2 separate regions of the Sus scrofa genome follow, and region 1 is linked to region 2. Evidence: chromatin contacts called from public Hi-C data. All regions are on one chromosome and are shown on one strand. The core of a region is the stretch at or near the end of the contact, and the rest is flanking DNA. Distances in the headings are between cores, read along the strand shown.

Region 1 (4,377 bases), core at 872-3,371, 76 kb after region 2:
AAAGCATTAAGTAAAATGTTTACCTAAATACTACACACAGAAAAATGCACAAATCAAAATGTACTTTTAGGAGAATTTTCATCACATAAACGGATCAGGAAACAACGTCCCAGGACTCTATAGTTGTAGACACTCTCATGGCTGTTTAGTATTCCATTGGGTGAATATACCACAATTTTCCAGTCTACTATAGAGATGGCCATTTGAGTTGTTTCCAGTTTTACACTATGTGGAATAGTCTTGCTATAAACATTCTCGGGTAAATTACATATGCTTTTCTAGGGGTCTATACCTAGGAGTAACATTACCAGCTTCTCATTCAATGTATATACTGGTTTCTTTCTTTTTCTTTTTTGGCTACACCCACAGCATGCAACTTTCCCCGGGCCAGGGATCAAACCCACGCCACAGCAGTGACAGCGCCGGATCCTCAAAATGTTGAGTCACTAGGAAGTATTCCTATACTGGTTTTGACATGTTTAAACTCACTGGAGTTTCCATCGTGGCTCAGTGGTTAACGAATCTGACTAGGAACCATGAGGTTGTGGGTTCGATCCCTGGCCTTGCTCAGTGGATTAAGGATCGGGTGCTGCCATGAGCTGGGTGTAGGTCGCACACTCGGTTCAGATTCCACGTTGCTTTGGCAGTGGCGTAGACCAGCAGCTACAGCTTAGATTAGACCCTGATCCTGGGAACCTCCATGTGGTTCGGGTGCAGCCCTAGAAAAGACAAAAAGACCAAAAAAAAAAAAAATTTCACCAATTCAAAGTGGATCTTTCTGCAGTTGCCTTGTTTTTATTCCTATTTACTCTCATTCTTTCTTACAACTTTACAGCCCAGAAACAGGGCTGTGCTAAAGGTCGCAAATGAGTCCTGAAATAAATAGGTTAGACTGTGTCTTTCTATTCAAGAAATGCTGAGGTGGGTCTCAGGCTAGACGAAGGTCCCCTTGCCCTGAAGGTCATCTGTGACACATGGCCATACCTTCAAAAACATTTTAACATCTCTTCCAGGGCCTCTTACCCACAACCAGCCTTAAGGGTAAGGAGATTGGAGGTACTCATGATTACAGGAACGTTTTTTTAAATGGCAGCACCACAAAATATACCTCCTTAGCCTGGGGAAGGCTTGGTTCCTTGTTAAAGAATAACCCACTGACCAAATAAATCATGTAGATCTTGTCTGGATCCCAATTTGAACAACTGTAAAATAAAACAACAGGGAAATCTGAATATTGATTGGATAGTAAATGATATTGTGAAGTTAATGGTAATATTTTTAGAGGTGACAATATCATTTATGTTTTGTAAAAAAATAGTTCTCTCTCAATAGATATTTAAGTATTTATAAATGAAATGATATGATATATGGGATTTGCTTTAAAGATGGGAGAATGGAAAGTAGGAAGATATGCACAGGTGACTAAATAATGACTATTTGTTGATAATTGTTGAAACTGGATAATTGGGTACATGGGGTTCACTATAGTTTTCCATTATTGTATTTGTAAATTCTCTTTTTAAAAAAGGCAAGAGAAAGAAAGAAAAATCACTCAGTACAAATTCCTTATCAGCCATTCCAACAGCAGCTTTGGGTAACAAGGCTCTACCACCAACATGCTGTGTGACTTTGTGAGTTGATCCACATCTCAGGGACTCTGTTCACTAATCTGAAAAAAGTGGCCTAAGGGTGAGATTTCTCTCCGGGGCCTGTGGGCTTGTTGAGACGAGTGGAAGGGCATCAGGGGCAAGGACTCAGCAATCAGGGCAATGCAAACTTTAACCTCAGCTCTGATACTGCATATGACCTTGGACTGTCACTGCCCTGTTTTTTTCTTTTTCCTCAGTTTTCTTATCTATAAAAACGACCTTCCTATCTCATTGGTAGGAAAATTAACAAACGTAGATTCTGGCACCGTCGGTAAGGGGTAATAATTATTCATTTCTCTTCTCAATTTCTCGATTTTGCCCAGAACCAAGGATGTTGACAGGATCTCCCTGACAATGCAATCTTTAGATCCTGGGTGCAAGAGCAAGAAACTACCCGCCGCGCAGATGCGCGAACAGCGCCCTCGTGCGCGCACAGCGGAGAAACAGCCAGAGAGGCGGCCCCGCCCATTGGCGCCCGCGCCTGCGCAAAGGCGCCGACCCGAAGTTTGTTGTTGTGACAGGCGTCCCGGCCTCCTGCGGCTCGGAGGAGACCCAGCCGCGGCACCATGGTGGTGCGACAGGCTCTGGGCCGGGGCCTGCAGCTAGGCCGAGCGCTGCTGCTGCGCTTCACAGCCAAGCCTGGCCCGACCTATGCCTGGGGGCGGCCCGAACGCCCGGGCCCAGCGGCGGGCTGGGGCCGCGGAGAGCGCCCTGGCCCTGCCGCGGGACCCGGAGCGGAGCCGCGCAGGCTCGCGCTCGGGCTCCCCGGCCGCTACCGCTTCTTCCGCCAGTCAGTGGCCGGGCTGGCGGCGCGGCTCCAGCGACAGTTCGTAGTGCGGGCCCGGGGCGGCGCGGGCCCTTGCGGCCGGGCTGTCTTTCTGGCCTTCGGGCTGGGGCTGGGCCTCATTGAGGAGAAGCAAGCGGAGGGTCGGCGGGCGGCCTCCGCCTGTCATGAGATCCAGGTGAGCGCCGGCCGCGGGCGGGGGTCGGAGCGGGAGCGGGAGTCGGGCTGCGGGCGGGGCTAAGTGTGTGGGCGGGTCTTGGGTGGGTGTGGGGTGGGGCTAAGTGTGGGCGTGGTGAAGGCGGAGCTGGGAGGCATTAACTGATTTGGGGCCCTGGGTCAGGGTTTACCTTTGTCCGAGCTGGAAATTCCTTGACATCACTGATTAAGGCTCATTTTCGATGTCACTGATCTCCTGACCTGGGGCTTAACAGCTCACTTTTTACTGTTTTCCCTTCCTTCAAACAGCATATTTTGGAAGTTATGTTAATAACCACTCATGTTGCACCTTGGCCAATAACTTTCTGTAAATTTTCAGAAATTTAAGGACAACTAAGACATAATACTTATATTCCTGTGGTTGGTTGTCATCCCTAATTTATGGATGAGGAAACACACTCAGAGAAGTGAAAGGTGGTGTAAATTGCTGAAAGTCACACAGCTCATAAAGGGCAGTGCCCCAAGTCTGATTTTACAAAGCCTGTGCCGTTAACCACTGCTCCAGCCAGGCTCCTTCCACAGTTTAGCCAAATCAGAAGTGACACAGTGACTGATATTAATGACAGATCTGAAGCTTCAGCAAAAACCAAGAACAGCAAGAGAAGATAGCAGACCTGCTTTATTTTTATTCAATGAATTTCATTGTATTTATAGTTGTGCAACCATAATTACAGCCTAATTTTATTTATTTATTTGTAAAGCAAAAGCGTTTATTAAGGCGTCAGAGGGTGGCTGAGCTCAAGATGGCACCAGCCCTGACTGTGAGGAGGTGCTAGGCTTATAAAGAATCTGTCACAGCCTAATTTTACATTGCCATCCCAAACCCCCAGCGTATCCCCCCCCCCCAACCTGTCTCCTCTGGTCCCCGTAAGTCTTTCAAAGTCTGAGTCAGTTTCTGTTCTGCAAATAAGTTCATAATATCCTTTTTTAGATTCCACCTATAAGTGATAGCTATGATGTTTGTGTCTCACTGTCTGACTACCTTCACTTAACATGATAATTTCCAGGTCCATGCATGTTGCTGCAAATGCCGTCATTCCATTCGTTTCTATGGCTGAGTAATATTCCATTGGGTATATGTACCACATCTTCTTTATCCACTCCATCAACAGAGGGATGGACATTTAGGTTGCTTCTGTGTCTTGGCTGTTGTATATAGTGCTGCAGTGTACATTGGGGTACATGTATCTTTTTAAATCATGGTTTTCTCTGATGTGGGATTGCTTGATCATATGGTAATTCTATTGTTAGTTTTTTGAGGACTCTCCATGCTATTTTCCATAGTGGTTGCACCACTTTACACACCCACCAACAGACTAAAAGGGTTCTCTTTTCCCTTTGCTCCGCACCCTCTCCAGCATTTATTGTTTGTAGCCTTTTTGTTGTTGTTGCTTTTTAGGGCCGTTCTCATGGCATATGGAAGTTCCCTGGCGAGGGGCTGGATCAGAGCTGTAGCCACTGGCCTACGCCAAAGCCACAGCAATGCCAGATCTGAGCCGTGTCTTCCACTTACACCATAGCTCACGGCAACGCTGGATCCTTAACCCACTGAGCAAGGCCAGGGATCGAACCTGTGTTCTCATGGATACTAGTCAGATTTGTTTCCGCTGAGCCACGATAGGAACTCCCCTCATAGTGTGGGTTTTTTTTTGTTTTTTGGTTTTTTGTCTTTTTGCCTTTTCTAGGGCCGCTCCCGCAGCATATGGGGGTTCCCAGGCTAGGGGTCTA
Region 2 (3,949 bases), core at 1,368-3,867:
AGAGATCCTAAAAACTTCCTGGGAGAAAAATCAGGTCTCCCACACACAGGATCAGGTATCAGAATGCCATCTGACTTTTCAACAGCAACAAAGGGTCATCGCCTCAAAATTCGGAGGGCAATTTATTCCCAACCTAGAACTCTACACCCGCAGAACTATCCATCAAAGCCACTGGAATGGCTGCACTGCCAAAACAAGGAAATAAATCCTGGCTGGCAGTGGGAGGCAGAAAGCAAGGGATCCGGAAAACAGGATCCAATACAGTTAAGAAGCAAAGGAAATTCCCAGGGTGGTAGTAAAACAAGATCCCAGAACACTAGTTCTACACGTCTGCACTGGACGTAGTCCAGGCTGGAGCCCAGGAACCATGCCTCCAGGAGGGTGTCTCTTAGAAACAGACCTGGAGTTCCCATTGTGGCTCAACAGAAACGAACCCAACTAGTATCCATGAGGATGCAGGTGCAATCCCTGGTCTCGCTCAGTGGGTCAGGGATTTGTCATTGCTGTGAGCTTTGGTGTAGGTCGCAGATGCGGCTGGGATCCCGAGTTACGGTGGCTGTGGTGTAGGCCGGCAGTTGCAGCTCCTATTCGACCCCTAGCCTGGGAACTTCCCTATGCTGCAAGTGCGGTCCTTAAAAAAAAGAAAAGAAAAAAAGAAAGAAACTCAGATAGTCGACGGACCACCTAGAGTGTTCAGCCAGGTAGAGAGGTGTTTTATGGTACTGCTGGACAGTTGAAGGATGAATTAGTGATAGGTACATAAGCAAGTTTTTTGGGGGGGGTTGTTTTTAATGAGGTGATTAAATACTGCTAGAAAGCAAAAGTGGTGTCTCATAAGGAAAAATGAAATCATGAAATCATAGCACACTTCAAGTCTCTGCTTTGAACAACAGTTAGTATCTTTTTGGGGGTGGGGGGGCAGGTGCAGTACATGGAAGTTCCCAGGCTAGGGGTTGAATCAGGGCGGCAGCTGCCGGCCTACGCCAGAACCACAGCAATGTGGTATCTGAACCACATCTGCAACCTAAACTGAAGCTCACGGCAATGCTGGATCCTTAACCCACTGAGTGGGGCCAGGGATCAAACCCACATTCTCATTGGTACTAGTCAGATGTGTTTCTGCTGAGCCAAAACAGGAACTCCTTTTTTTTTTTTTCCTTCTTTTCTTTTTATGGCCGTACCTGGGGCATTTGGAAGTTCCTGGGTCAGGAGTCAAATCAGAGCTGCAGCTGCCACCCACATCACAGCAACACCAGATCTGAGCTACATCTGTAATTTACACGGAAGCTTACAGCAACACCGGATCCTCAACCCATGGATCCGAGAAGGCCAAGGTGAATTGTCCACAGGGTAAGGAAATGGCTAACAAATGTCAAATGCTGCTCTGTGGCCCAGAAGACTAAAGAGACTATGTGATCTCTCACGGTCCTGGCTAAACGCCCCTCCCTCTGAAACAGAGGATATTCCAAAAGCAGTGGGAACAGAACCAAAGCAGGACTAGGTGAGTGAGCCTAGGGAGGCTCCCAAGCCAGCAACATTCCACCCCTGCTGCAGCGCTTCCATCCCTTCCTGTTCTCTGGGAGGCAAGAGTTTAGTTCCTGGATCAAATGCATGCAAGGCTCAGGATACACTTAGACCACACACAAAAAAAAAAAATGGTTGCTGATCTGAAATTCAAATTTAACTGGAGTTCCTGTGTCATTATATGTTAACTCTAGCAACCCCAGGAGGCTATGCCTTCAAAAAGCTTGGAGGGGTCGGAGTTCCTGTCGTGGCGCAGTGGTTAACAAATCCGACTAGGAACCATGGGGTTGCAGGTTCAGTCCCTGGCCTTGCTCAGTGGGTTAAGGATCTGGCGTTGCCATGGGCTGTGGTGTAGGTTGCAGACGCGGCTTGGATCCCACGTTGCTGTGCCTGTGGTGTAGGCTGGCAGCTGCAGCTCCGATTCGACCCCTAGCCTGGGAACCTCCATATGCCTCGGGAGCGGCCCAAGAAATAGCAAAAAAGACAAAAAAAAAAAAAAGCTTGGCGGGGTCTCAGCCTTGTAAGTTGAGACTGGCAGCTTCTACTGCCTCCTGAAGGTTGTGGGGTGGAGGACCCAAGGCTGTGAGGTCCAGAGGGCTGATCATTGTACCTCTAGAGCCTGGTCTGTCCTGGAGAAGTGAGGCCATAGCTATGAGGTGGGGAACGGTGGGGAGACTTCCATGTCCTTCTTGAGTGTTTTTTCATTTTTGTTTTTACCACAAGCATTGTGTTACTTTTGTAATCAGCAACAAGAAAAAAGAACTTTCCATGTTGTAATGAGGCTGCCATGGAGGCCCCCTCCAAAGCTAAGATCCTGCAATGCTAAGTAATGTCCTGCTCTGTATTTGCATGTCTTTTTTTGTTTGTTTTGCTTTTTAGGGCTGCACCTGTGGCATAAAGAAATTCCCAGGCTAGGGGTCGAATAGGAGCTGCAGCTGCCGGTCTAGGCCACAGCCCCAGCAACATTGGATTCCAGCCACATCTGTGAACTATGCGGAAGCTTGTGGCAATGCTGGATCCACAACCCGCTGATCAAGGCCAGGGATCAAACCCGCATCCTCACAGACACTATGTCAGGTTTGTAACCCACTAGGCCACAACAGGAACTCCCATGTATATCATTTTAGGAGCACTCAGTAATGTAGCTTTGTGGGGGGTTTTGCTTTTATTCCCCCCAAGGATTCTGAGCCCAGTTGGCTGGCCGAGGATGAATGTTGCCCGGCTGTGGGACATATCATTTTCCCACTGTCCCCACTCTGGGAGGTCACCTGGTTTGGCCTGGCCTAGCCCAAGCCTCTGGGCTCATTCCTGATCTGGAAGGCTACCCAGATGACCTCTTCTGAAGCCAAGAAGAGGGTTTGGGGGTTGCCTCTGTGGGAGCCTCCTGGGCCCCCATCAGAGTGGTCCTGGGATTCTAGGGAGCTTATGGTTTAATAAACCCTGAAAGGGGGGAAGTGTCCCCCCACCCAGGGACAACTGTCTCTTTCCCAGGACACTAGAACCCCCCTTGTAAGAGCCCCCACTAATGGGTCTCAGGGGAGGATGGAAAATGCCCCATGATCCATATGCCCTGAACAGGAATACGATAGACCCACCGAAGAGTGAGGACCCTCTTGTAGGTGACCCAAGTCTGAGTGGAGCCCTAGTTCCAACTCTATCAGCCCTGAGATCTTGGGCAAGTCACTTAACTGAGCCTGGGCTGTCCTGAGATGAGGAGATAATGAATGCAAAACCCAAGAGTTGGTGGTGACCCGGAGTTCACACACTGGAGTGGTATGGCTTTAATCCTGGGAGAGTCCAGAGGCTGCCCTTCGGGCCAAAGGAGCTTTTGATCTGCAATTCCCGCAGACCCAGGATGGCTCTGGAAGGTTCCCCACCCTCACAGAGTACCCTCCCGGCTTCCGTCCAGGCCAGGGGGACTTCCAGCCGCTGGAGACTTGACTGGTCTCCCAGCTCAGGCGCAGCCGCCTGGCCCACGACCTTGGGAGAACCTGGGAGAAAGCTTCACCAAGCGACAGTACTTTTCCACTGCACTGCTCGGCCACCTCAGCTGGCTTTCTGCTGTGCAGACAGGAGGTAAAGCGAGCCAGGCTAGCCCCATCAGGAACCCACCCAAACTCACTCTCAGAGATGGGGGTGGGGACGTGCTTTGGGTGAGGGGCAGTAGGAATCCTAGAAAGAGAGGAGGGGGATACCGAACGCCCCAAGAGATGCTCAGAGACCACCCTTGAGACCTGAGAAGTCTGCATTGGCAAAGCCCCCCGGTACATTTCAGGCTGTTCCTACTCGTTAACCTCCCGCTCCACCCCTTCCCCTCCGACAATAACGATTAAACCCGATCCACCGCGCCTGTGCTGGGTCTCGGGTGAAAAGCAGTGCTAGCCTGCGCGGGGGAGGAGAGAGAGAAGGGCGAGAGGAGGGGACA

What was found. Hi-C and Micro-C count contacts between places; a contact is called where the count stands out from the background.
Region 1: a Hi-C map of skeletal muscle shows a contact between it and region 2, with 2.1 times the contacts expected there. The contact joins the promoter of PINK1 here to the promoter of FAM43B in region 2. A contact is called at or near these places in 3 of 47 Hi-C or Micro-C datasets (epiblast stem cells, liver and skeletal muscle) and 1 of 2 datasets of contacts at active chromatin or transcription factors (skeletal muscle).

Annotation. Positions count from the first base shown.
Region 1 is chr6:78,861,074-78,865,450 of Sscrofa11.1, forward strand. PINK1 (serine/threonine-protein kinase PINK1, mitochondrial) reads left to right here and starts at 2,122. Exons shown (of 8, transcript XM_021095478.1): 1 at 2,122-2,611. The coding sequence starts at 2,216.
Region 2 is chr6:78,784,086-78,788,034 of Sscrofa11.1, forward strand. FAM43B (protein FAM43B) reads left to right here and starts at 2,618. Exons shown (of 1, transcript XM_003356177.4): 1 at 2,618-3,949.